Regions from separate parts of the Mus musculus genome. Here region 1 is linked to region 2. Evidence: chromatin contacts called from public Hi-C data. All regions are on one chromosome and are shown on one strand. The core of a region is the stretch at or near the end of the contact, and the rest is flanking DNA. Distances in the headings are between cores, read along the strand shown.

Evidence for each region. Hi-C and Micro-C count contacts between places; a contact is called where the count stands out from the background.
Region 1: a Hi-C map of liver shows a contact between it and region 2, with 3 times the contacts expected there. The contact joins two enhancer-like sites. A contact is called at or near these places in 38 of 484 Hi-C or Micro-C datasets (3T3-L1-derived adipocytes, the AML12 cell line, the C2C12 cell line and 23 more) and 4 of 115 datasets of contacts at active chromatin or transcription factors (the NIH/3T3 cell line, embryonic basal ganglia, fibro-adipogenic progenitors and 1 more).

What each region holds. Positions count from the first base shown.
Region 1 is chr15:91,281,053-91,285,967 of GRCm38.p6, forward strand. All of the region lies in intron 7 of Slc2a13 (solute carrier family 2 (facilitated glucose transporter), member 13), which reads right to left. Among named protein-coding and RNA genes, the nearest start is that of CN725425, 84 kb to the left of the region's middle. Within about 2 kb of position 2,064, at least 22 of the 459 cell types and tissues checked have an H3K27ac peak or open chromatin away from gene starts, as enhancers often do. A contact at or near this core is called in beige adipocytes and liver, where this site is marked.
Region 2 is chr15:90,989,228-90,994,228 of GRCm38.p6, forward strand. It overlaps Kif21a (kinesin family member 21A), which reads right to left. Exons shown (of 37, transcript NM_001109040.2): 6 at 4,474-4,641; 7 at 2,483-2,598. Among named protein-coding and RNA genes, the nearest start is that of Gm52216, 37 kb to the right of the region's middle. Within about 2 kb of position 3,399, at least 60 of the 459 cell types and tissues checked have an H3K27ac peak or open chromatin away from gene starts, as enhancers often do. A contact at or near this core is called in beige adipocytes and liver, where this site is marked.

The sequences.
Region 1 (4,915 bases), core at 814-3,313, 290 kb after region 2:
TCTGGCTCACCTCACTCAGATTGATTTTTCTTTTTTAGCTCCAATTGCTTACCTGTGAATTTCATAATTTCATTTTTTAACAGGAGGATATTATATAACATTCTATTTGTGTAAATATACAGTGATGGTTTGTATATCCTTGGACTAGGGAGTGGCACCATCTGGAAGTGTGGCCTTGTTGGAATAGGTGTGACCTGGTTGGAGTAGGTGTTTCATTGTAGCTGTGGTCATAAGATACTCACCCTAGCCTGGAAGTCAGTCTTCCACTAGCTGCCTTTTGATGAAGACGTAGAACTCTCAGCTCTGCCTGCGCCATGCCTGCCTGGATACTGCCATGCTCCCACCTTGATGATAATGGACTGAACCTCTGAACCTGTAAGCCAGCCCCAATTAAATGTTGTTTTTTATAAGACTTGCCTTGGTCATGGTGTCTGTTCACAGCAGTAAAACCCTAACTAAGACATATACATACCATGTTTTCATTATTTTTGCATTAGTTAATAGATATGTAGGCAGTTTTGAATTTCTGGCTATTCTGGATAGAGCAGCAATAACCACAGAAGAGCAAGCGTCTCTGGAGTAAGATGCAGAGTCTGTTTGGTACATGCCAAGCAGTGATGTAGCTGGATCTTGGGGTGAATCCAATTCCCAGCTTCCCTAGGCACCGCCTCACTGATTTCCACAGAGGCTGTACAAATTTGCACTCCCAGCAGAAGTGGAGTACACGTTCCCTTCTCACTGCATCCTAGCCAGCATGAGTTGTCTTTTGTTTTATTGATCTTGGCCATTCTGACTGGGGTACAGTGAAGTCTCAAAGTAGTTTGACTTTGCATTTCCCTTATGTCTAAGCACGTTGAGCGTTTCTTTAAGTAATGCTCAACCATATCGGTTTCATGTTTTGAGAATACTCTGCTGAGATTTGTGCCCTATTTGTAACTAAATCATTTGTTTCCTCGATGTTCGGTGTTTTTAGTTCTTCATATATTTTATACACTAACCATCTATCGGATGTGTAATTAATAAAGGTCTTTTCCCATTCTGTAGGCTGTCACTTTGCCTTTTTAGTTTTATGACACCTTATTTATTGTTTTTCTTAGTGTCTGTGCTTTAGGTGTCCTGTTTAGAAAGGTCAGTCTGTCTGTCTGTCTGTCTGCCTGCCTGCCTGTCTGTCTGTCTGTCTGTCTGTCTATCTATCTATCTATCTATCTATCTATCTATCTATCTACCTACCTACCTACCTACCTACCTACCTACCTACCTACCTACCTAATCTCTGCCAGTGGTTTGTTTCAAGCCTATCCATTGCTTTGTCTCCTGTCAGATTCGTGTCTTACATTGTGGTTCTTGATCCATTTAGATTTGAGTTTTGTGAGGAGATAAATATGAATCCGAAGCAGACAATTTTGGTTTCTTAGGAGAGTCATTTATGTTGGATGGTGTTTTGCTGGGGCAAACTCAGGAAGGATTGTTTTCCTGAAGTAGACACCGATGAAAGTATGTTTTGCTAAAGCAAGCACTGGAAAGGACAGGTGATAAAGGATTCCTCACTAAAGGCATGCATGATTGGTTTGCCTTACATTGTGTTGTTAAGCTCCGTTTGTCATAACTCCATAATGAGAAACACACACACACACACACACACACACACACACACACACACACACACACAAACCAAAACAAACAAACAACAACAAAAACAAACAAAAAACCTTCTTGTGAGCTTCCTGCAGTATTTTGCTGCTTCTGTGGACTGGGGCCGATTCACAGAGTGATGTCAGCTGACACAGATTCACGTGGAGTTTTGCTAAGACAGACTTAGGTGCTGAGGCTAGACACATGGTGAGGCAAGACCCATGGAGGTTGGTTACACAATGTTTGGAGGGAGTATAAATAGGACTCAACTGACAGTGACAGAGGCTTGGCTTGCTTGCCTAGCTAGCTTTGCGACACTTCTTGGTCTTGGGTCTTCACTGATCTTCACTTCATTGAGAGCAGCACAGCCAAGAACTTCTCCTGGCATAACTTCTCCTGCTAACGCATGCCACTTGGCTGAGGCCTGGCTGTTTCTGCTAAGTTGTGCAACCGCTGCTGATGTGTGTTTGCTGTCCCGACACTACTGAACTGGACTGCTGGGATATCCGTGAAGTGTTTGCGAGTGGCTTGAGCTGCCACTGCTGACTCCTATGAACTGAACTGCTGCTCTCCTAACAAAATAGATGGGATTTGCTCCAACGAACAATTTCTAAACAGGTCTACACCCTCCATATCTTAATAACCTTTCTTTTCCACTACCCCTGGTGGGTGGTGGGCTAGAAGAAAAGTTATAGCATTTAAGAGCCATTTTTAAAAGTAGGGCACCAATGTTCCCACAAAACATTTGACTCCAAGTTTATCCTGTCTACAAGAAATAAGAGACAGGGGATGGAGCAGAGGCTGGGGGAATGGCCAACCAATAACCAGCCCAACTTGAGACCCACCCCATGGGCAAGCACCAATCTCTGACACTATTAATAATAATCTGTGATGCTTGTAGAAAGGAGCCTAGCATAACTGTCCTCTGGGAGGCTTCAAGCAGCAGCTGACTAAAATGGATGTAGACACCCACAGCCAAACATTGGGTGGAGCTTGGGGACTCTTATAGAAGAGCTAGAGAAGGATTTCGGGCCCAAAGGGGGATGGGAACTCCACAGGAAGACCATCAGTGCCAACTAACCCTGACCCTTGGGGGTTCTCGGCGACTGAACCAAGGAAATAGCATACACAAGCTGGAGCTAGCTCCCCCACCCTGATATATATATATATATATATAGCAGATGTGCAGCTTGTTCTTCATGTGGGTCCCCCAACATGGAGTGGGAGTTATCCCTAAAGCTGTTGCCTGTCTGTGGAATACATTCCCATAAGTGGGCTGCCTTGTCTAGCCTCAGTGGGGAGAGAATGTGCCTAGACCTGCAGAGACTTGATGTAACAGAGTAGCGGGGATACCAAGGGGGCACCTTTACCCTCTCAGTGGAGAAGGGAATAGGGGATGGGGAAGGGACTGTGTGAGGGGGTACTGGGGTGCAGAGACTGGGATATAAAGAGAATGAAGTATATTTTTTAAAAAAATCTTAACCTCTAGGCAGCACAGCTCTCCGTGGAGCTGAGCAGTCACTGAGCAGTGAATGAGGCTCGTGTGTTTACAGGGTTATGAGCAGAAAGCAACAGTTGACATCTCCTGGTGAAAATCTTCCACTCAATACCCTCCACCTTAACTTCTCGCCAGAGACAACACGTTTTGAGTTATTCTGCCGGTAAGGAAGTAATGAAGAAGGAAATGAAGCCAAGAGAGAAGGAAAAGACAGGAATAAAGGCTTCAGGCAGACAGGCTCCTGGAGGGGTGGGGGTGGGGCTGGGGGCAGGGGTGGGCGATGCTCACAATCAACGGACATTTCCTGAAAACCTCTATTTGCTATTTTTCTCACCACAGTGCTTTGCTCAAAGTCTGTGTATTTTAAGGGGAACGGTGTGTTGGTCAGCACAGCTTTTACTGCCAGGGTGAACAGAGAGAGAGCCTGTCACTGTCTGTCATCCCTGAGCGGATGTCGGGAAGGCGCGCCGAGGCACCGATCTGGTAGAGACATAGATTCAGAAGCGCATAGACAGCTAATGACTGAGGCTGTGATATCACTCTGGACCTTCACAGCCCAGACACGAGACATTTCAACCGCAGAGCCAAGATGTGTGTTCTGAACACCGCGGGGCTGCGTGTCACCTCCGCTCTGCAAGAAAGTCCTAGCCACTGCTAGTACCACTGGGCGCTCCTGAAAAGATCAGGCAGGCAGACACACGAGCACGGTAGAAGCTGTGCTGTGCCAGGGCTCGAGCCCGTATCATCCTGGCGCAAAGTCAGAAAAGATGATCCAATGAATGGAGGGCGCGTGGAGGATAGAGCACGGGCCCATCAGGCATAGGACGTAAAGCTGACGGTGAGCCCTGTACCGTAATATTCACACCGGAAAATGTCATATGCCCGCTATTTTGTAGGAGACAAAAAAAATAAAGACTAAGTAAAAGGGACAACTTTTCTGGCTGCGTGGGGATGAATATCCACTTGCAGAATGACCAGACTGAAGCCTGACACAGCCCAGATAAACCAGTGAGCTTTCCTGGCTTGCCAAAGCCCCATACTCCTTCAACACTGCGTTAACAAATTAATCACTGTCTGAAGACATGGAAAGCATGGGACAGTTGTCTCCCCCATCAGATTTGACAGTTTTAAATCAAGAAGCCAGGAGAGGAATTAAGCAAATACAGGGCTCTGGCTGCCCTTACCCCTGAGAACACACCCCTGCCCTCCTACCCAGGACGAGCCTCCCGGACCATTCTATTCACAACAAATGTACTTGGTTTAATGGTGTATTGTACAGAAGGGGGCAGAAGAGAAACACAGCACATATTTAAAACGCATAACCTCACATTTTTTTTTTTACATATTGAAAACCTTAGAGCTTTTTCTCTCTTCTCCAAAGAGGAAACATTCTTGAATCTGACTTTGGGAAAGGAACAGAGTGTATTCATTAATGAGGTGATTTCCTCGTTTTATTTCTGGTGCATAGGACTTCATGTAGCTGTCATAGGCAAGTTATTCACCGCTGTAATCTAGTCATCTCTGACTTGCTATAGAGCCTGTGTGATACCTCTCTGTTCTGCTGGTAACCGACCACTGTAGACCATGAAGAAAGCATGCCCCAGTGTAGGGAAATGTCAGGATAGGGAGGCAGGAGTGGGTGGGTTGGTGAGCAGATGGAGGGGGGATGTAATAAGGAGGTTCAGAGGGGAAATAAGGAAGGGGGATAAAATTTGCAAAGCAAATAAAGAAAACATCTAATAAAAACAAAACAAAACAAAAAACCTAAAACTAAAAAATAGAATC
Region 2 (5,001 bases), core at 2,149-4,648:
TCCTGTCACCAATGAACTCATCTCACTGACAACAGTAAAGACCAGCACAAATCCATGCGGTGAGTCATGCATAGGGCAAACGGAGGACAGTTACGGATGGTAGTGGTCAACTAGGAACTGGAAGGCAGGAAGGCTTGCATTTCACAAATATTTTGAAAAGCACTAAGACCGGGAACTAATTAAGTAGGAACTATGAAAAGTCGGGAAGGAGAGGAGCTGGCTAGCATTGAGCAAGGAAGGGAAAAATACCCTATATTAAACAAAACTCAAAGGTATATGTCTCAAGAACTAGTTTGCTCTAAGCAAACATCAAAAAATGTTTACTTTTATAATTCTATTTTTAAAGAAGATACCGTTAACTTAGAAGAAACTATTGGTAATATGGTGATCTGTTTCTCTCAGGTGTGCAGTATAGCATACCATAACAATACATGTGGAATACATATTATACTTTAGAAATATAATTGGTTTTACTTATGCTTTATGTTTTTCACCATTTCCACATTTTGGGCATGAATTTTTAAGCTGTAATATACAGTATAATTATATGTCTAATTATATATAATTAAAATATATAAAAGCTGGTTTATTGAAAATTGTAACTCTAAATTATATAAATATGTGATACTTAAACCTTAGCCTATTTTTTGTTTATGTGTGATTGGTACCCGCTACAAAAAGAGACGTGGAGCTCTTTTACGTCACAAAATTTAAATAAAGTACAATGTTTTTGAACTAGGTGCTCAATCCTGAAAGCTTAGGCAGAAATCGATGTGCGGTAAGGTTAGAATCAGAAAGGGTCGTCTCCTCTAAGGGCGACTCGTCATTAGAAAACAGGTAAGGAGCCACTGGAGGATCCTCAACAAGCAGGCAAGCACCAGCCACAGTGAGAACAGCCCAGCACGCTTGCAGAACAAACAACCTCTCAAGGGGGTAAAATATTCAAACTATATAAATGTGTAAGGGGCAGACATGCATCTGATCTGCCTCGTTTCACAGTTCAAGTTATAGAATTGTACCTTTAAAGGAACACAGGGCTGAGGGCTGAGTGTGGTGGGGCACACCTTTAACCCCAGCCCTTGGGAGGCGGGGGCAAGTAGATCTCTGTGAGCTCAAGGTCAGCCTTGGTCTAACATAGGAAGTCTCAGGGCAGCCAGGGCTATACAGAAAGACCCTGTCTCAAAAGCAAAAAAGGAAAACAAAAGAAAGAAAGAAAGAAAGAAAGAAAGAGAGAGAGGGAGGGAGGGAGGGAGGGAGGGAGGGAGGGAGGGAGGGAAGGAAGGAAGGAAGGAAGGAAGGAAGGAAGGAAGGAAGGAAGGAAGGGGGAGGGGGAGGGGGAGGGGGAGGGGGAGGGGGAGGGGGAGGGAAGGGAAGGGAAGGGAAGGGAAGGGAAGGGAAGGGAAGGGAAGGGAAGGAAGGAAATTAGAAAATGTTCATTGGGCTCAAAAACAATTTTTACTTTGTTATGAAACTAGATTGATCCTGAAAAACATACGGAAAATACTAAAAACAGGTTTTAAAATATGCAACAAAGGAAGCCATATTGCATTCAAACATGCAATACATCTAAAGAGAAAGAAGACCATGCCAAGATTACATAAAAGGAAGAGATATTTTAAAACGCTGCTGGATTACACAGATCTTTTTCTAAGGCAAACTGATTTTAAACCTAAATTCAAAATTATTCAAAAGTCTTTTTTAAAAAATTGCAGTCCAAAAAGAGACGTAATTCCCAGATTGTTCATTGTGTGGCCTCTACTCAATAAACATGACTTTTAGACCACTAAAAGCATAATCAAGGAAATGTGCGGAGCGTGTTTAACTTGTTGAAATAGGCTATGAATGAATTCAAATGCCAAAAACCCAAAAGTTTCCATTTACACAGTCAATGGAGGAGAAAGAAGGGACTGTGTAGCAGAAGGAAATGTTTAGCCATGAAGTCCTCCAGTGCAAAGGGTTAGAGGGTAAGAGAGCACAGAATCCAACAGCTCGTCAGCAAACGCCCTGCATTTTATCCAACTGACATTTTCTGACAACTTTTCCAGCATAACAAAACAAGTTCCGACCTTAGACTTTGTGAGAAACTGTCAATAATATTTAAACGACTTTGTGGTAATTTAGAAGGTTTCATTTATTACCAACAAAATTCTTGTGGCCTCTCCTGTATGCAAATGAGAAGCTACACTACTGTAGAACAAGCATGTATTGCTGATTTCCTTTAAAACTTATACGGTGTTCAATAAATCACCAAACTTTCCCAACTTTAACTCGTCAATAAAATAGTAATATCAGCACTACCCAAAGAATATTATAAGTACTACCAGAATTATTATGTATAAAATGATTTACACATTTTAGGTATCTGTCACTTTTTTGCCCTATTCATTTGCTTTAAAATAAAAGCAGTTCTTATAAATCATCTTACAGATAACACCTTAAAAATTGTATGCAATCTAAACCTAGAACACGGATGAACACATACCTGTTACCCCCAAGGGAATCCTGCAAGAGTCTTGTCAGCTTAGAGTCTCTGTAAGGGACATGGGTGGCTCTCTTGCTCTTGTCCCCCAAGGCGCTGATTACATTCCCAAGAGCCAACTGACAGAGAAAAGGAGAGAGGGGAAAATCATATGCTTATTAACTAGAGCGCTTTTAACTAATAAGGACAGCCTGTAGGAAACAAGATAAAAATTAAGAACCCCGTGTTTGGATTTAATTCACATTTGTATTTCCAAATACAAGTAAGCTCAGTAACACATGTGTTACTCATAGCCCTTAGAGTCCAGAGATTTTCCCTTAAAACAGAAATGTTTAAAGACTGACTAAGTCTGACCATGCCTGGAGCTCAGGTTACATCTTCAGGGAACTACTCATTCGTATTATGAGTTTTTCTCAATTTAAATCAAACGTTTAGCAAGTCCCCAGCTCCTTGAAAGTTTCCTGCTATAATACAAATGGTCTATGTGGCTAATACTTCTCATAGCCACAAGGAAAATATTAGTGTCATTTCCCTGAGCAAGGATTCACTACACAAGTAATACTTTAGAAATATATATATATATATATATATATATATATATATATATATATATATGACATGATATGTGTTCAATATCCAACGTTATAAAAGGTAAATCATTAATATCTCTATAGCTATACTTTCCTGCCGTGAACGGGCTGGACTCCACGAGGAACGCATTCCCCACACTAATCATATCAGCTTTCAGTCACGAGACAACCAGAAACACGGACTGTCAGGGCCAAGTCACCATCCAGCAAGTGGCATGAGTCATACTGTATCTCGGCCTCTTTTTCCAGAATCTACGGAATTCAGTACTGGCCACACCAAAGTTCAACAGCCTCGACGGGAAATTGAGCAATGGATTTTGTCCCTTTCGGGACACGTGTCCTAATCCATCCGAGACAACATTCAAAGTGTAGGGCTCAGGCCTGACTACGAGGGAGCCTGTCCATGAGGGCCTTGATATTGGGAGATTAGGGTCTCTCTAATAAGCTTCACTGGACAGTTCCTAACAGAAATGTAATCATACTGGGATCAATGGGCACTGGTTAAAAACAAACAAACAAAACCCCTAAAGTTTGGAGGTCCCACTGCAGGACAAGAAGGGTCCAAGTAGAAGCATATGACCAGGTGTCACCATTACAGGAATTTAGCAGTGCTGTTCCTTACACGGGAACAGATGTCTAATACTATAATGAGGAGAGCAAGAAGGAAAGGCATGCAAAAGAGTGTTCTAAAATATTTTCTTGCACATAATGAAACCTTCTGCTAACTCAACCACAAGGCGTTTGCCTATCAAAATACCACTAGGTGGCAGAGCATTAAAGTTAATTCCTAATACAAACTATTTTGTAAAAAAAAAAAAAAAATGGATAAATCTCTGGACTCTGGACAAAATTCCAACAAAATAGATCAGACTCTGAGATACAAAGACATAATAAAAATAAACTGTTAAAAAGCTTTCCAATGATCCACACAGTCAATAAAACCAGTGTCACAAAATGTCAACCAAGGTGACCTTTGTGTCTTGTCCAAGGAAATACTTAACTTTAAGGGCTTGCTTTGAATGTATGTTTTCAAGTGTGGAAAGAAGTTTAAAAACATTGTTCCCATCTGTCAGCTTTTGCACATACTAGAAAGGTTGAGCGAGCCAAACTAAGACATAAGAAAGCCCGCGACGTGGGGGTGGGATAACAGACAGTGTGGTCAGAAGGTCAATGTATTACTGTTGCTTTAGCCTTCAAGACAGTGAGGATTTCCATGAGATATATTGTGAATACAGTAGAGAAAAGGAAGCTGGCCCTGATAATGTATGTCTATAACTCCAGGATGGCAAAGTCTGAGGCAGGAGAATCATTGTGAGGCGAGCCTGCACTACTTAATGATCACCAAACCAACCAAGCTAAACAGAGAGGGACAGCAGAGAGGGCACGTGTCTCTTGTGGTCTTACAAGCCCGCAGTTGATGGAAATGCCCTCTTTTGCTCTCTCGCCTGTAGCTCCGGTTCTCTTCAGTCTTTCCGATCCCGCCAGATCAACAAAGTGAAACTTCGCCGTCAGCGTCTCAAACTCATTCATTGGCGACGATTCGGAGATCAGCTTATTATCAGTTGCGTTCTCCTGGGATGGCGGAAGATAATCGAAGATTCCTCATTAATGTGACATCAAACACCCTGTAACCTTGTCCACATCTGCCCCCTTGCACAGCTGGAGAAACAGTGGCATAGCCATGCAAGCATAAATGAAAACATCAGAGAAAAAGTTTGGACAGCAATCTCCAGCTGTACTGAACTAAGGCTCTGCTGATGAAGGAAAATAGACAAAACAGCCCTAACCACAAAGAGCCTAGAGGATGACCCCTCCACTTGGTCATAACAAACAGATATTCAGTATTTTTGTTTGTTTTCCAAAGTCTTACACAATTGGTCAGCTTCCTTTAAATAAATAACAACAACAACAACAAAAGGAAACTAAGAGGAA